2 separate regions of the Mus musculus genome follow, and region 1 is linked to region 2. Evidence: chromatin contacts called from public HiChIP or PLAC-seq data. All regions are on one chromosome and are shown on one strand. The core of a region is the stretch at or near the end of the contact, and the rest is flanking DNA. Distances in the headings are between cores, read along the strand shown. Region 1 overlaps Ppp4r1 (protein phosphatase 4, regulatory subunit 1). Region 2 overlaps Rab31 (RAB31, member RAS oncogene family).

Region 1 (3,175 bases), core at 437-2,936, 140 kb before region 2:
AGACTGTGAACGGAACAAGCTCAACACCCGCAGAGACTTCTCTCCCCACGCTGGTGTCAGTACACGGGTGTTTCTGACACTGCTGTGAGAGAGCTGGAAACAATTTTCTACCGTGGCGAAATCACTGGTCCTTCAAGAGACTGCACGGAAAAAAGTGTGCAGTGTGCTGTCTGATTACGGTGTCTAGTTGCTGAAGGCACCTGCACCGTTATTGCAGGCCTCAAGTTCAGGAGTCCATAGGTCAAGCTGCTAAGTCTCACTAAGCTATTCTAGCAGAAAGGCACTTACACAAACCAGCCAACATGCAACAATTGCGGCTGCAGAGTCTTCTGGGCGGCAACATTTAAGCATCTCTATCGCACCCCAGTTCACTCTCCTTTTTTGATATTGAAATTACTACAGTTTGTTCCAAAACAATTGGGATCCCAATTTTTTTAAACATTTTATTTATTGAATGTCTGAGTGCTCTGCTGGAGGGCGCCAGATCCCCCCTTGTAGATGGCTGTGAGCCACCATGTGGTTGCTAGGAATTGAACTCAGGACCTCTGGAAGAGCAGTCAGTGCTCTTAACCGCTGAGCCATCTCTCTAGCCCAAGTATACACTCTTGCTTGCCCAAAGCCAAAACAACTTACCAAGCACGACCTTCCTTATACAGAAAGTTCAAACTAAGAAAGAGGATTCTCTGCCCCACCAAATAAGTGAGAAATTTAGAGAATATATTTATATTTCGGGGAGGGACCAAAGCTAACATTCCCCTTGCACACATAAAATTCAAATCTACTGCTCAAGACATCCTATGCATATGTGACAGCATCTGTCTAGTTTCCTGCCTTGGACAGTGGAGCTTCTTTCTGCAGAGGTCAGTGCAGCCTCTCAGCCTTACACTGAATCTACGCTAATTCTCCCAGCACCAAAGCAGGCTTGTTAAAAGCAAAGGAGATGGACGGGTCCATGAAACTGCATGGAGAGGACATGGCTGCTGTGATTGTGAACTATCAGCAGGGGCCCTCCAACATCCCATCATACACAGAGGGGTGCTCATGAGGCCACACCTCCCCTGAGCAGCTGTTATTGGTTGCTGAAGGAGGTGGGGTATCATCTTTATAGTATGGCCACTGGGAGATGAGGTGGCAAGACAGGGTACAGAGGGAGATTAAAGGGGTAGTAGACAGTAGTGTGTGTGCGTGTGTGTGTGTGTGTGTGTGTGTATGAAACTATCAAAAGCAGGTGCTATGCAAATGACTTAGAAAGGGTGGTGAGTCTGAGACAGTGGAGTGCCCCTGAGTACAGCTGTTCCCAGTTCACTAGCCCACTCTCATTCCTGGGACTGTTCTCTTTTTGAGGCGGCTGTGGCGGAGGGTAGGGGCGGGCTTCTCTAAATGCATTAAGTATCTGACCATGCGCATTCAAGACTTGTGCTCAAGGAACTTCTACTTCAGTGGGTCATCATTACCTAAATAAAGCAAACAGTAGTGTTTACTCGTGGGACATTCTGGTGATTTGCATTGTTCTCAGAATTTCAGCTATAATTTGTAGTTACCATGACAATCATTTTAACTCTCTTTGGGGTCTTTCAAGTTTCTAAAGCAAAAGCAGAAGTGTGCTCCAAGCTGACTGTACAAACTGTCCCAGAGTGCACGCGTGTCTGACAGGCAGGTCCCCTGTCTCCCATGGACTTGCTTTCCATCCATGCATGTCCAGCCTGTCATGTGTCATGTGTCGTGAGCCGCTGGCCATGTGCTGCAGGCCGGCTGTGACTGCAGCTCTGCAGATCCACCACATCACTCTTACAAAGGGGATCTCTCCCATCTCTGTGTCTCACTGTGTAGGATCTTCTGCTGAACTTGTCCTGAGAGCCTACTGTGCTCACAGCTAGCAAAAGGATTCCCCTTCCTTCCCTATTGTAGTCTAGTGAAAGCAGTTAATTCACTATTAAAAATCACAGGAGAAAAAAAGACCGTCGTCAATGATCACAGGCGGTCTGAAACTAAGTCCGCGGTACTGCCTTACAGACAATCGGCTGTGACCTGGTCTGTGTAGAGCTGCTCCCTTAGGGCTGTCGCCACGTTCCCTCTCCTCCCAGGCTTACTGTCAAGACACCATGTTTACAGGACAGCACAGCACTGGTCTCCTGGGTCGGACCTTTGCTTTTAGCCCTGGATCAAGAGTGCACCTTTTAAAACAGTCCAATGCTTTCTGGAGAACTAAAGGCAAGTCCTGCTCTATAACGCACCGCTAGAAAAGAAAAAAGAGCCCCATTGAGCCCTTCTAAAAGTTCAACTCATTTTGTAACACAATGGAGACTAGTTACTTAGCAGAGATTAAACAAAAATGTCCTCAGATTTTAATAAAATCTAAAAGCACTACATGACAAATTTAAATTGTTCTAGGTGTCATAACTGAATTATAAGCATAATTCATATGTAAGCATGTAAATAGTTAAGTTACCATGTAATATTAATAATGAAATTTAACTACAGTATAATTTTAAGTCAAATATACTAGCCATCTCCAAAAACACACATTATGAAACTTAAAAAGTTTATCATTTTACTTATTGAAAAAATGTGCATTCAATATTTCTATTAATATTCACTGAGTGCCCACAATGTGTTAGAGAACTAACAGGTACAAGAGTCCTGGAATAGATCTAAAGACTGGCTGGCCTTTTGCATATAAATTAAGTTTAAGGAAAATAAAATGAGAGTCACTAAAGCTAGATGAAGTTACTAAAACTGAGGTTGATTATTGAGATTGAAACAAGAAGCTAAAGGAAATAACACATCAAACACTTGACGGTAGCTGCTGTGGGCATGGCTCGCTTCCTCTCATCGGGGGCTGAGGATGGGCGAGAAGAAGGGAGAAGGCAGTGCAGGGCTCTGCTGAGGAGCTGCGCCATCGACTCAGAGCTGCTGTGTCACTGAGCTGTCTGTCCTAAGATTCAGAGAGGGTGGGGCCATGCTCGGGCTAGGAAACTGTTCTCCACCTCCGCTGTGTCACTAGCCACTGGGTTACTTCTCACATCTCACAAACTTCATTCAGAAGGGCAGTGGCTTCCACTCGTAGGAACTATACCCCAGTGAATCTTCAAAATTAAGGTCACAACTAGAAAGCATGCTGTGCAGAATAAGCCAGACTCAGAGAGACAATACAATACAGCACGTTCTCTGTCCC
Region 2 (3,059 bases), core at 494-2,993:
ATGCTGTCAGGCTGCTAGTGTACGCACCCTCTAGTTTCTTTTTGGAGGCACTCAGGACTACGAGTTTTCCTCTTAGGATTGCCTTCATTGTGTCTCATAAGTTTGGGTATGTTGTGGCTTCATTTTCATTAAACTCTAAAAAGTCTTTAATTTCTTTCTTTATTTCATCCTTGACCAAGGAATCATTGAGTAGAGTGTTGTTCAGTTTCCACGTGAATGTTGGCTTTCTATTATTTATGTTGTTATTGAAGATCAGCCTTAGTCCATGGTGATCAGATAGGATGCATGGGATAATTTCAATATTTTTGTATCTGTGGAGACCTGTTTTGTGACCAATTATATGGTCAGTTTTGGAGGAGGTACCATGTAGCACTAAGAAGAAGGTACATCCTTTTGTTTTAGGATAAAATGTTCTATAGATATCTATTAAATCCATTTGTTTCATAACTTCTGTTAGTGTCCATGTGTCTCTGTTTGGTGTCTGTTTCCAGGATCTGTCCATTGGTGAGAGTGGGGTGTTGAAGTCTCCCACTATTATTGTGTGAGGTGCAATGTGTGCTTTGAGCTTTACTAAGGTTTCTTTAATGAATGTGGCTGCCCTCGTATTTGGAGCATAGATATTCAGAATTGAGAGTTCATCTTGGTAGATTTTACATTTGATGAGTATGAAGTGCCCCTCCTTGTCTTTTTTGATAACTTTGGGTTGGAAGTCAATTTTATTTGATATTAGAATGGCTACTCCAGCTTGTTTCTTCGGACCATTTGCTTGGAAAATTGTTTTCCAGTCTTTTACTCTGAGGTAGTGTCTGTTCTTTTCCCCCGAGGTGGGTTTCCTGTAAGCAGCAAAATGTTGGGTCCTGTTTGTGTAGCCAGTCTATTAGTCTATGTCTTTTTATTGGGGAATTGAGTCCATTGATGTTAAGAGAAATTAAAGAAAAGTAATCGTTGCTTCTTGTTATTTTTGTTGTTAAAGTTGGGATTCTGTTCTTGCAACTGTCTTCTTTTAGGTTTGTTGTAGGATTACTTTCTTGCTTTTTCTAGGGTGTAGTTTCCATCCTTATGTTGGTGTTTTCCCTTTATTATCCTTTGAAGGGCTGGATTCGTGGAAAGATATTGTGTGAATTTGGTTTTATCATGGAATACTTTTGTTTCTCCATCTATGGTAATTGAGAGTTTTGCTGGGTCTAGTAGCCTGGGCTGGCATTTGTGTTCTCTTAGGGTCTGCATAACACCTGTCCAGGATCTTCGGGGGTGTTGTTTCTTATAAGTGCTTGTGAATCTATAATTATATCTATGAACATTTCAGTAAATAAAATTTACTGAATTTAGCTGGGGAAAAGGTTAGAATAGTGGTAAATGTATGGGTATGCATATTACACACACATCATTTATATACACAGCCAAACCTCTGAAGAGTGTTGTATGTGACTGATGTTTTGCCAGCATACTATGTGAAATGATTAATTTGATCATACCGACACACATAGGATACAAAAGAAATACAGGATGATGCTATTAAAAGTTGTCACTTAGAGCATTTTCCTAGCATATTTGAGGCCCAGCATTTAATCTACACACACACACACACACACACACACACACACATACACAAGCAGGCATGCACCACCACCATCAAGAAAAATAACTCTAAAAGAAGAAAGGAGAAGCCTGCTGTATTGGTCTCTGTCCAGAGTACATGTGTCTTCCAGAGACAGAAATAGAAATAGTCTGGCAAGTGACAGGGCCTGTGAACTAGTGGGCATCCGCCTGTGGAGAGCTCTCTGTGGCAGGAGAATCAAGCTGTTGGTCAGCCAATCTGGCTGCTCCAGATTCTGCCTTCTGGCATGACTTTTTCAGGGAGGGAGCCAAATCTCTAGGTCCCAGACCTTATTCCAAGCCTGCCCTCATTTTACTCTAATCCCAAAGTGCTTTGCTCTTTCATCATTTCCAGAAAGCTGGGTATTTCGTTGGGAGTTACAGAAGGACAGTGTATAGAGCTTCTGTCTGTCTATCTGTCTGTCTGTCTGTCTGTCTGTCTGTGTGTGTCTCTGTCTGTCTCTCTGTGTATATAAATGATCTAATGATCTCATCTAACAGACATTGGTGGTGTAAGCTTGTCCGCCCTTAAGAGGAGCTGTGCACAGCATGTTTTGAGAGTCTGCTGGAATGGAAGTAGATTTAGCCTGCGTCTGGCAGACCATATGAGGCATCAGGAGTGGCGGTCTGGGCATAAGAGACCACAGTTCCCCAGTCAGTGTGTATCTTGAGCATGTGTGGACAAGACAGAAGGCAGGAGAGGTTACATAGCCCTCATCCAAACTGCCTAGGACTAGGGCACTTGGGAGTTGATTTCAGAATTATTTTCATATACATAAAGTGCTATATTGGAATTAGAACCTAAATCTAAATACATATACCTCACAAACACAGCCAGAAAGTAATTTTATATAGCATTATAACTTTGTTTTTGTCCATAAAGTTTTATGGTATTGAATTTTCTACTTTATCACATTTGTGTCCAAAAAAACTTCTGACTTCTGGGCTTTTGGGGTGTTTGGCCTAGGGGTGCTCAGCCTGTGTGTTCATCAGGGTGAAAGGCCCAGGCAATTCAGGAGATCCAGCCTAGCTCCTGATCTTACCGAGAGATATCCCTAACTCGCCTGGAAGATCTGTAAACAAAAACCTCCCTGTACCAAGGGGTGGGAAGAGCAGCAGAGCCCCAGTGAGACATCTGGGTTACAGGCATGGTGTAGTGGTGGCACTTGTACTCATAGTGGCTACTAAACTAAGTCGGGGAAGGATGCATGGGTCCCTGCACCAAAACAGTGGAGGGGTGGTAGAGGAATGGAAGCGATGTCTTAAGTGATGTAGCCACTAGAGAGGTCGTTCGGGATCTAGTGGATAGCCTCACACCTATCCCCATACAGGTGAGCCCATTGAAACCCAGTGAGCCACAGAGAAAAGCAAAATGACATTAAAGTAGCTCGGAGACTGGAAGACTTGCTAAGAGGAAGGGGGTGGCTGTGAGGGGCGTGGGAAGGGAAAAGAGGGTGGAAGCC

Evidence for each region. HiChIP or PLAC-seq counts read pairs in DNA pulled down with a chosen protein or histone mark.
Region 1: a contact with region 2 is called in an H3K27ac HiChIP or PLAC-seq map of microglia, with 4 times the contacts expected there. The contact joins two enhancer-like sites. A contact is called at or near these places in 1 of 15 datasets of contacts at CTCF or cohesin (the NIH/3T3 cell line), 2 of 484 Hi-C or Micro-C datasets (bone marrow-derived macrophages and nephron progenitors), 1 of 115 datasets of contacts at active chromatin or transcription factors (microglia) and 3 of 9 other capture datasets (adipose tissue, liver and pancreatic islet).

Annotation. Positions count from the first base shown.
Region 1 is chr17:65,826,187-65,829,361 of GRCm38.p6, reverse strand. The region is part of intron 11 of Ppp4r1 (protein phosphatase 4, regulatory subunit 1); the gene reads right to left. Among named protein-coding and RNA genes, the nearest start is that of Ppp4r1, 44 kb to the right of the region's middle. Within about 2 kb of position 1,686, at least 44 of the 459 cell types and tissues checked have an H3K27ac peak or open chromatin away from gene starts, as enhancers often do. A contact at or near this core is called in microglia, where this site is marked.
Region 2 is chr17:65,682,660-65,685,718 of GRCm38.p6, reverse strand. All of the region lies in intron 5 of Rab31 (RAB31, member RAS oncogene family), which reads left to right. Among named protein-coding and RNA genes, the nearest start is that of Gm35477, 42 kb to the right of the region's middle. Within about 2 kb of position 1,743, at least 49 of the 459 cell types and tissues checked have an H3K27ac peak or open chromatin away from gene starts, as enhancers often do. A contact at or near this core is called in microglia, where this site is marked.